2 separate regions of the Sus scrofa genome follow, and region 2 is linked to region 1. The links are chromatin contacts, called in public Hi-C maps. All regions are on one chromosome and are shown on one strand. The core of a region is the stretch at or near the end of the contact, and the rest is flanking DNA. Distances in the headings are between cores, read along the strand shown.

Region 1 (4,629 bases), core at 791-3,290:
GGGCTGCCTCCAGGGGTCTGTCCATTGGTCGGGTCCTCACTGAACGTGCCCATGCGCCCGCAGGATGCTCAGCGCGGCGGTGGGTGGGCTGCCTCTGCTTCTCGCCCACCAGCCGTATCTCCCCCGGCCCTCGGCTGTGAGGTTTATGGTCAGAGAGGACTTCCCTGCTGGGAGCTCCGGGTGAGCCTGGCGAGGAAACGGGCCATCACCATAAGCACCGGAGGCGATGCTGCCGCACAGGCGAGCCCCCGCGCTTGTGCCCAGCGCCCCTCACTCTGCGGAGCAAAGCGCCGTTATCTAACTCATCAGAACAGACCTCCCAGCAACACTTCACCCACTTATTATTTTACGAGATGGTTATCACCCGTGGCCACGGGATTAATAAAAATTGAGGGTAATAAAAGAAATCACAGAGGAAACTAACGCCGTCAACTTTGTAATAAAAGGGACGAAGCAGCCTTCGTTTGCAGTGACAAATTCTCCGTCTCACAAACTCAGAAATAAGGGCCAGGAGGGAGGACACCGGAGGCGGTTTAGGCAAAGACCACACGCGGTCCAGGTGCCCGCCTGGCAGTGGTACCCTGTGCTCTGCGTCCAGAACTCGGGGGTGGACAGGAAGGGAATCCCAGTCGAGCCTCTGTCCAAGCCCCTCCCCAGAGAAAGATGCTACCGTCGCCGGCACCCCCTCTGCCCGCCTCACAGTGCTGGAGAGCGAGGAACCCCAGCGTCCCCCCGGCTGCACGAGGGCAGAAAGGCCCCCGCAGCCCGCACAGGAGCGAGGACGCGGCTCTGAATCCCGAGTCCCCTCCAGTACCGTGCTCGTACCAAGCCCACCCCAGCCCAACTTCCCACCAACACAGATGTGGCCCAGGACCGCTCAGAGCCCAGGGTCACCGCTGTGACCTGCCTGTATTTGCCCCCCAGGAGCAACGCAAAGGAACGGGGAGCCAGCCCCAGGCTGGGCACCAGCTTCCAGAAAAACACACAGTCCACTTAGGTCAAAGGGCACAGGGCGTGCAGTGCAGGGTGGCCCGAGTGCCGCGGGCAGGTGCTCGTGGACACGACGACGGAGGGCCCTGCGGAGAGGAGGCCCTCCCAGCAGAGAGCAAGAGGGGCAGCCCTGACGAGGCCGCCAGCCGGACGGCAGACCTAGGAGGCGGCCAGTGAGGGAGGAAGTGGGAAGCGGACGAGGACAGGGGGCAGAGATGGGCGGCGTGCCCATAACACATGGGCACGAGGTGACGGGTGAGACGGGCACGGAGGGCGAGAGGACGCGGCGGGTTCTGTAGGAGTGACCTGAGCAGCGCCAGGCATTCCTGTGGCACCTGATTCCTTTGGGGGAGCCGTTAGGGTGGAGGGCTGGGACCCTCCCCGACGTTATTTAACCACCAAGGACTTAACATGGTCACCAGGAAAGCTCGCGGGTGCCTCTGCGGACAGTCCACTTGCTTTTGCAATAGATGCACGACCTTCCGGCCGCCTCACTCCTCAGAGGACAGACAGAGGGCTGGAGGCGGGTTCCCCGAGGAAGAGAGGGTCTCAGAACAGGAAGCCCTATCGCGCCCAGCCGCCTGGACCCTGAGCAGCGCCCCCCAGGGGCACAGCCGGGACGCATCCGCTCTCGGCTTTCCAACGCTGGTGTTTCTTCCTGCGCCAGCTTCATCTCAGGCTTTCTCCAGGAGGGCACGTGGGAAGATCAGTGCCAGGGGCTCTCAGCGGCTTGGGGGCTGGGGGGTACCTTCCCCCGCCTCCGAGATGACCCAGTTTCCCTAGAGGAGAGTGTGTCCTGTATCCAATCCCGAGAGAGCCGAGCTGGAGCCAAACGGCCGCCTATCAGCACGCAATCCAAACACCCGCCAAGGCCCCTTGGCCAGTAATAAACCCCGGCGGCCGCAAAAACAGGCCGAGAGCCGGGGAACAGAGCCCTGCCCGTGTAATGATTAACTGGCAGCGAGGGGGCCCTGGAGGTCACAGTGACAATGCGAAAGTCTCCCCGAGCTATCTCAAGTGCAGAGGGCCCGGGGAGGGCCCGGCTGGCGCCCAACGCGCAAGGGCTCCCTGCCCCTCGGGGGCCTGCTGGCTGCAAGATCCTGCGTGGCCCCTCCCAAGGGGACAGGGTGGCTGACGTCACCAGCCTGGGGACACGGGCCCTGGTAAAGTCCACGGGGACGATGCCAACAGGGGCGTCTTCCCGGGAGGCGGCTTCTCCCCACACCAGCCACTGATAAGCCTTTCCAAGAAGAGGGAGGCCCGGCGCTTATCTTTACGGCCTGGCCGATCCTCAGACTCTGCGGGCGGCAGGGCCGGAGCTGGGCTTTTGGGCGGACGCTCTGCCTTCTGATCTCTTTCGTACTTTGGCATCTCGCGGGGAAATTCTCCAGCAGCTTTGCTGCGAGGCTCCTCGATAGCTGCCGGTGCAGAACCGGGCCCTCGGTTTACACGCGTGAGGCCGGCTGGGCCCCCCAGGGGGTCCACGGTGCTGCTTCCACAGCGCCCCAGGGAGCCCTCTCACCAGGGAGGCGATGCCAACCCGGAGAAAAGAATGACAGTAACGAGGACTCTGGGAGGAAGGGCCTATAAAGCCTGTGTTCCAGGGCGTCACGTCAGTGAAGACAAACGGGCTCTCCCAACGTGCAGGGCGGAGTGAAAACACTCGAGGGCCCGGCCAGCCAGGGTCAAGACGGTGCCTGAGCTGCCCCCGCGGGCCTCCCCGCTCGGCTCCACCACTTGGACTGAGCCTCGTACTGGTGTTCACACCCGCCAACGGGCTCCCAACTCACAGAAGTTTCACACCGTCTGCCACCCTCCACCCTCCAGCCCCCCACCCCCGGACCAAAGGCGGCGGTTGGAAGCCCCTCTCCTAACGCCCGCTGATGCTGGAAGAGCCTTCCCACACGGCGCGAATTCTCCCCGCAGAACAGGAGCCCAAAACAGCTGGTCCCGATTCCCGCCAACACACCCCTCCCGTGGCTGTCGCGGCGCAGGATCAAATATTGACATCCTGTCCCGGAGAGCCGGGGAAGGAAGACCAGCCCCCAGATCTGGGCTCCTCTGACTCCCGGAGGCCAACCAACCAGCCGTGTCGTTATATTCCTTTATGCGTAACCTCATTCTTCAACTAACTTGTCTTAAGAACCCTTCCAGAATAAATCACTTTCTTTTCCAGTCAGTGTCTTTTGGGTAAATGAGTTTTCACCTTTTCCAGCCATGTATGATAACACTGGCCTGCTTTCGCTTTTTTTTTTTTTGTCTTTTTAGAGACACAGACGCGGCATAGGGAGGTTCCCAGGCTAGGGGTCGAATCACAGCCGTGGCTGCCGCCTACACCAGAGCCACAGCAATACCAGATCCGAGCCGCACCTGCAACCTACACCACAGCTCACGGCAACGCCAGATCCTTAACCCACTATGCGAGGCCAGGGATCGAACCCGCATCCTCACGGATACTAGTCAGGCTTGTTACCACGGAGCCACGATGGGAACTCCATCAACGGTCTACTTTCAAATATGTTATACTTCACGAGGCCCAGAACATGATGGGCTCTTGATGGAAATAATAAGTAAAAATTCTTAACAAAAAACAAGCCAATTAAGTTTCCAGATCTAAGTACTAGATTACAGGAAACATGGGACTAGGGCAAAAAGTTCAGCGACACCCAGGCTGCACCTGGCAAAATCCAGGACGTGGGAAACCGCACATCAGCTCACGTCCACTGCAGCTGGGTCATCGCACCATTGGCTCCGCTTTTATGAACGTGCGAAATCTTGATAATAAAGGCTGAAAATACCTGCACGTGTTTTGCACATACACACAAACACAAATCCAAAAGAACACTCGATCAGACACCTCTTGGCGCTCCTGCTGCGGCTCACAGAGGGGCCCTTCCAGGATCGGAAAGGCCAGGAGGGGGCTCTGCAGAGCTGGGGGCAAAGCCCATTCTGACCTCACCAGACCCCGGGCCCTGGGGGGTGTGGGCTCCAGGAGGCCTCTGCTGGCCACCCCGGCCCCTGCCACTCTGCCCGCCGCAGGGACAGCTTTCCGAGTGCAGAACCCACGATCACATGAGCCATGTTCCACTGTCACACTTCCTGGTTTGCCAGTTTTCCCTGCTGGCAGCCACGTGCCAGTTAGGAAGGCTGCATTCTAGAATGTTCCTGCTCTGCACCCCCCTTCCCCAGCACTCCCCCTCCCTCACCCTCTACTCAGCCCTTTCGTCTTCCCCCTATAGTCTCCCATCATCAGCCACACTTATTGAGAAATCAGACGGGGCGACCAGGTGGGCTGTGAGCGAGGAAAGGCCAGGCCCAGCCACCCCCTAAGTGGGCAGCCTGGCTCCGCAGGCCTGTTCCGGCTCCTGGGCCGGCCCATCCCAACGTCCCAGGCAGGGGCCGAGCTGGGACGGCAGCCCCTTCCAGGAAGGCCTCCACACCCACACAGGCCACCTCCCTAACAAGGACAGGCCTCACCGTCCATTTATAATGCTAACCCTTTTCCACAGAGGCCTCCTCCTCATCATTTAAACTGTATTCAAGGAAAAAGAGCTGAGTGTTCAAAAGCCCAAAGATAGCAATAAAACCAAGCAAGATAAAAATCCAGAGGAAAAGTGGTTTACTCTGGTGTGTTTTTCA
Region 2 (4,264 bases), core at 1,525-4,024, 810 kb after region 1:
TCTCTGGAACAAGCCTTCAAAGGCTGTTGGATTGGCCATCCGGGTTTGAATCCCAGTTTTGCCACTTTCTAGCTCTGCGTCCTTGATCAAGTTACTTAATCTCTCTATGCCTCAGTTTTCTTCTCTGTAAAATGGGGATAATAATGATACTACTTGTTTTCTAGGATTAGGATAAGGACTAACTGAGTTCACAAATGCAAAGTGTTTGGCAAGTGCTTGAAACCCAGCACTACTAAGAGTTAAATCCTTCGGGCGGCTGCTATTACCATCGCTGGCTTCGCCTGTCTAATGCCGTGAGGATGAGTAGGATTAGATCCCGGGCGATTAGAGACAGGCTGTGCTCCCAGCTGCCTGAGGGAAGCATAGGGCTGAGAAGCTGGCTCCACCAGCAGGGAGATCCCTCCAGAGAACCGAGCACAGAAAAGCAAACGAGCCTTTGTGTGGCCCAAACTCGGTCCAGTCATTTGTCCCACGGACCCGCCTCTAAAGTCACCCCAGTTAAAGAGTGGCGTGAAGGGATAACACCAGGGTGCATCATCTTTCAAAATCTTCTTCGGAATAATTTCATATATGCATTCAACAAACATTTTATCGAGTCCCAGTATCCACGGAGTGGTGTGGGCGTCCCACACTGGCCGGGATACAGAGGTTCCCTGATGTCTGAGGGTTCAGCCCTGAGAGGTGGGGGACGGTCCACATGCCCCCCCCCTTCCTGACAGCTTGATTTTTACCCCCATCCTCCCCCCTCCCTGGAGGCGCCTAAAAGGAATTAAGAGGAGGTCCCCATTCCGGAGAACTCCTCCGACCCCCGGAAACCGTGGCTGGCGGGGGTCAAAGCGCTGGGCTTCGGAGGGAGACCTCGCTTCCCCAAGATCCCCTCCGTGAAGGGAGCCCCCCTCTGTGAAGGCAGCCCGTCCGTCCCGTCCAGGCTCCTGCAAAGACCGTGCGCCCTGCCTGCCCCGGAGGCAGCCTTGGCGGCTCACCTTTGGCCTCTGAACCCCCGTGGGGCCGCGTGTCATTCTGAGTCACTGGGCTGGGCCTGACCCCAACCCCCCTCCCCTCCCCTCCCCACCCACAAGCGCCTCCCCTTCTCTCTCTGCCCAAGGATTTCAGCGCCGTCCCTCTCCTGCTCCAGAGGGATTCCTGCAGATTTTTGTCTTGCCGCCTCACCCCGCGGGGAGTTGCTGATCTGAGCGCGTTTACTCTGCGCAGCAGTCTGGTCCCAACCGGCCCTTTCTGGTAAGAATGTCAGCCGGTTGCTCTTTCCCCTGGGCCCTGAGATGCGGTGATACGGCGCTGGCTCCTCGCCTGCATTCAGAACATTCCCGGAGCGCACGCGGCTGGGGGGGCCCCCGCTGACCTTTGGCCTGTGAGGCCCCGGGACACCGCGCCTGTTCCTCTTTCCTCGTAACCCCACAGCTTTAATATTTAACAGCCGCTTTGCCCGAGCCAAGCGACCCGTGTTCTTTGATTCCCCTTTGGGCGTCACCAGTGCCGGATCCCCGCTACCGAACTGACCCCCCAAAGAAGGAAATACATCCACCAGCGACCAGCCACTAAAGGAAACATCGAAGCGTATTTTGAGAACCAAAAAGCAGCAGACTCACAGAGAGAGAACAAACCGGTGGTGGTGGTGGGGGGGGTCTGGGGCGGGGAGGGAGAGGGCCACACTTTTAGGTATAGGACAGGCTTGAAAATGTTTTGTGCAGCACCAATGTTTTGCAGCAACTGTCAATGGAAAGTAACCTTCAAAGAGTGTCTAACAATTTATATTTTTTAAAAATTTAAAAAGCCACGGGACCTCTCCCCACTACTTGGACAAGCCCCTCTGGGGTCCCTCGGTAGACCACCTCAGTGTCCGACACTGAAGCCTTACCTGACGGTGGAAGAGCGTCAATAAAGGCAAAAAAGTGCTTCTCTAAATCTTCCAAGCCAGAGAAGGGGCGCTGGGACCAAACAGCCGCTGCGATCAGAGGACATCTCTCGATGACATTCCCAAACACGTCCACAAATTCTCCGAAGTCCATGGAGTTGACCTTCTCAATGTCCATGGCTGCCGTTCCAGCGGGTCGAGGCTCCCCTCTGGGTGAGCGCGGCGGCTCTGCTCCCCAGCTGCTGTTTGCTGAACGCACAGGCTTGTTTTTGATGCAACAGCAGCTTGGCATGTTTTAAATGCCTCTGGGAGAGAAGCGGATCCTGAGTCCTTGTGCAATGAACAAACACAGGCTTAAGGTCTCAGCCAGGATGCAGAGACCTTGCAAAAGGGTAAACACATCCAACCAAACTCCCCCCGCCCCCAACCATCTCAGCTAGCAGGGGCTGTTTTTATTCTCGACATTCAAGGCGGATAGACTTCTGGTGCGATTCACATTTTTATGTCATCGTTATCCCAGGGATGTTTCCCCATAACCCAGACAGCTCATGAGTCAACCCACTTGCTTTGATGGCCCGTCTTGTTGCTGCTGCTGTGGAAAACAGAGAGTGTGTTTTACCCTTTCTCTGTATTGCACATGCTTAACACAAGGACTTAATAGACTCTTGTTCCACCAGATGTGGCATCCAGAATCATTCTGTCCCCTTCTCCTGTGTCGCCCACACACCCTTATGTGTTATTTTCTTCCCGAATATATCTATCCCTGTCTGAAAGCGCCTTGCTTATTGTGTGTATTTATTTGTGTTATCACCTCTCAGCCACGGCAAAGTCCATGAGCCTGGAGACAGTGTGTCTTGTTTGCTTATGTCCCGGGTGCCGAGTTCTGTGCCCACGGGAAGCGTGTAATAAACACGGGGGGGGAGTTGACCCGATGACCACGTGGATTAAATTTCTCACGCGAATACCTGCTATGCCTGCTCAAAACAGCAACACTGTGGGAGAGAAAGACAAAGAAAAGGAGGGCTCAGAATTTAAAATGAAAGCTATTGCTGCTGGTCCCTGTAGAGCTGAAAATGCAAATGTATTTCCAAAAGTCATGCTAACTCCACTTTCATCTGCATCCAAATTCAGTGAGAGGACAGCCTCGTTGTTTCCCAGCTCAGGTGTCACCCTTTGGCTTCCTGGGCCAAAGGGTCACGACTAAAGGACAGACAGAAAAGAAGGTGATGAAATTTGCTTTTCCAAGGGGGGAAATTGGTGGTGAAGTGTGTATATACATATATATATTTAATATTTATATGTTTATATACATATACATACACACGTCCTTCACCGACAGGTGAGGCGTATGTGTATATATGTTAACCATATACATATATTAACCTATATATGATTCACTCTTGCACATCACATGCTTCCCGTAGAAATGTGAAAACACTGGTTCTGTGGTGTGTGTGCAATGGCCCAACCACAGAACGTGCTCTGTTCTCCCTTCTGCCACCAGGGTCACCACAGTCCTTTTGTCCCTGCTGCTTTCCCTGAAGCCCCAGGAAACGGCTCAGGGTCCGTTGCCTCCGCTTCCCCTCCGTGGCGCCCCAGCCTCGGCCCCTCCCAGGGCTGGCTGCGCCCCATCAGAGTTCAGAAGAGGCCCCCGTTCTGGAAGGAGGGCGCCTTCCATCCTGGCTCCCAGCCTGGTTCCCACCCTGGTGCCAGCAACAGAAGCCAGAGCAGAAGCCGAGAGTCCGGAGAGAAGGGGTTCCGGCTCCACTGCTCCTCGACCCCCCACCCACCTTGCACAACCCTTACCTCCTCCTCTTACTCTGCACTCGGAAGCCCCTCCCCCCCGCCAAAAGCGCCCCAGCCAGGGCTTGGAGCCTGGCAGTCCTCAGCCCCCAGCCCCTCTGCAAGCAGCAGGAGAGAGATAGACATCTGAATTTGCAAGCGGAAACTCCTTCACTCATGGAAATGCTGATACGTGGTGGGAAGGGCCTCGCTGCAGACGTGCCTGCATTTCTGGCAGAGCCTGGGAGCCTGACCCCCTTTCAGCCTGTTTTATCTATGACAACAATGCAAGTGCAAACAGCCTGCTCACCTAGGAACTTTTAAGACACAAACGGCCAAAGTATTAAAGAGTCGTGTGCATAGAAACTGCATCCACACACGCACACACAAACTCACCCAAATTCCTAATATGGAATCTGGGGACCCACGCTACAGAAGCACCAGGGGTCCGGCGGGGTGTGTGGGGGGGTGAGCTCAGTTAATCCTGCCTGGCTCTCCCCCAGGCAAACCAATGAAGGAAATTTAAGCTAGTCAGAGGGGCAGGAAATTTTCATCCCAGCAAAAAGGTACAGGGTTGACTTGTGCACTATAAATCGTGTGAATTGTGTG

The links. Hi-C and Micro-C count contacts between places; a contact is called where the count stands out from the background.
Region 2: a Hi-C map of liver shows a contact between it and region 1, with 6 times the contacts expected there. The contact joins the promoter of URAD here to the enhancer-like site in region 1. A contact is called at or near these places in 12 of 47 Hi-C or Micro-C datasets (alveolar macrophages, embryonic fibroblasts, heart right ventricle and 7 more).

What each region holds. Positions count from the first base shown.
Region 1 is chr11:4,552,436-4,557,064 of Sscrofa11.1, forward strand. No RefSeq gene overlaps it. Among named protein-coding and RNA genes, the nearest start is that of GPR12, 130 kb to the left of the region's middle. Within about 2 kb of position 2,041, at least 19 of the 83 cell types and tissues checked have an H3K27ac peak or open chromatin away from gene starts, as enhancers often do. A contact at or near this core is called in liver, where this site is marked.
Region 2 is chr11:5,360,707-5,364,970 of Sscrofa11.1, forward strand. It overlaps URAD (putative 2-oxo-4-hydroxy-4-carboxy-5-ureidoimidazoline decarboxylase), which reads right to left and starts at 2,775. Exons shown (of 3, transcript XM_003357809.4): 1 at 2,685-2,775; 2 at 1,877-2,203. The coding sequence starts at 2,165.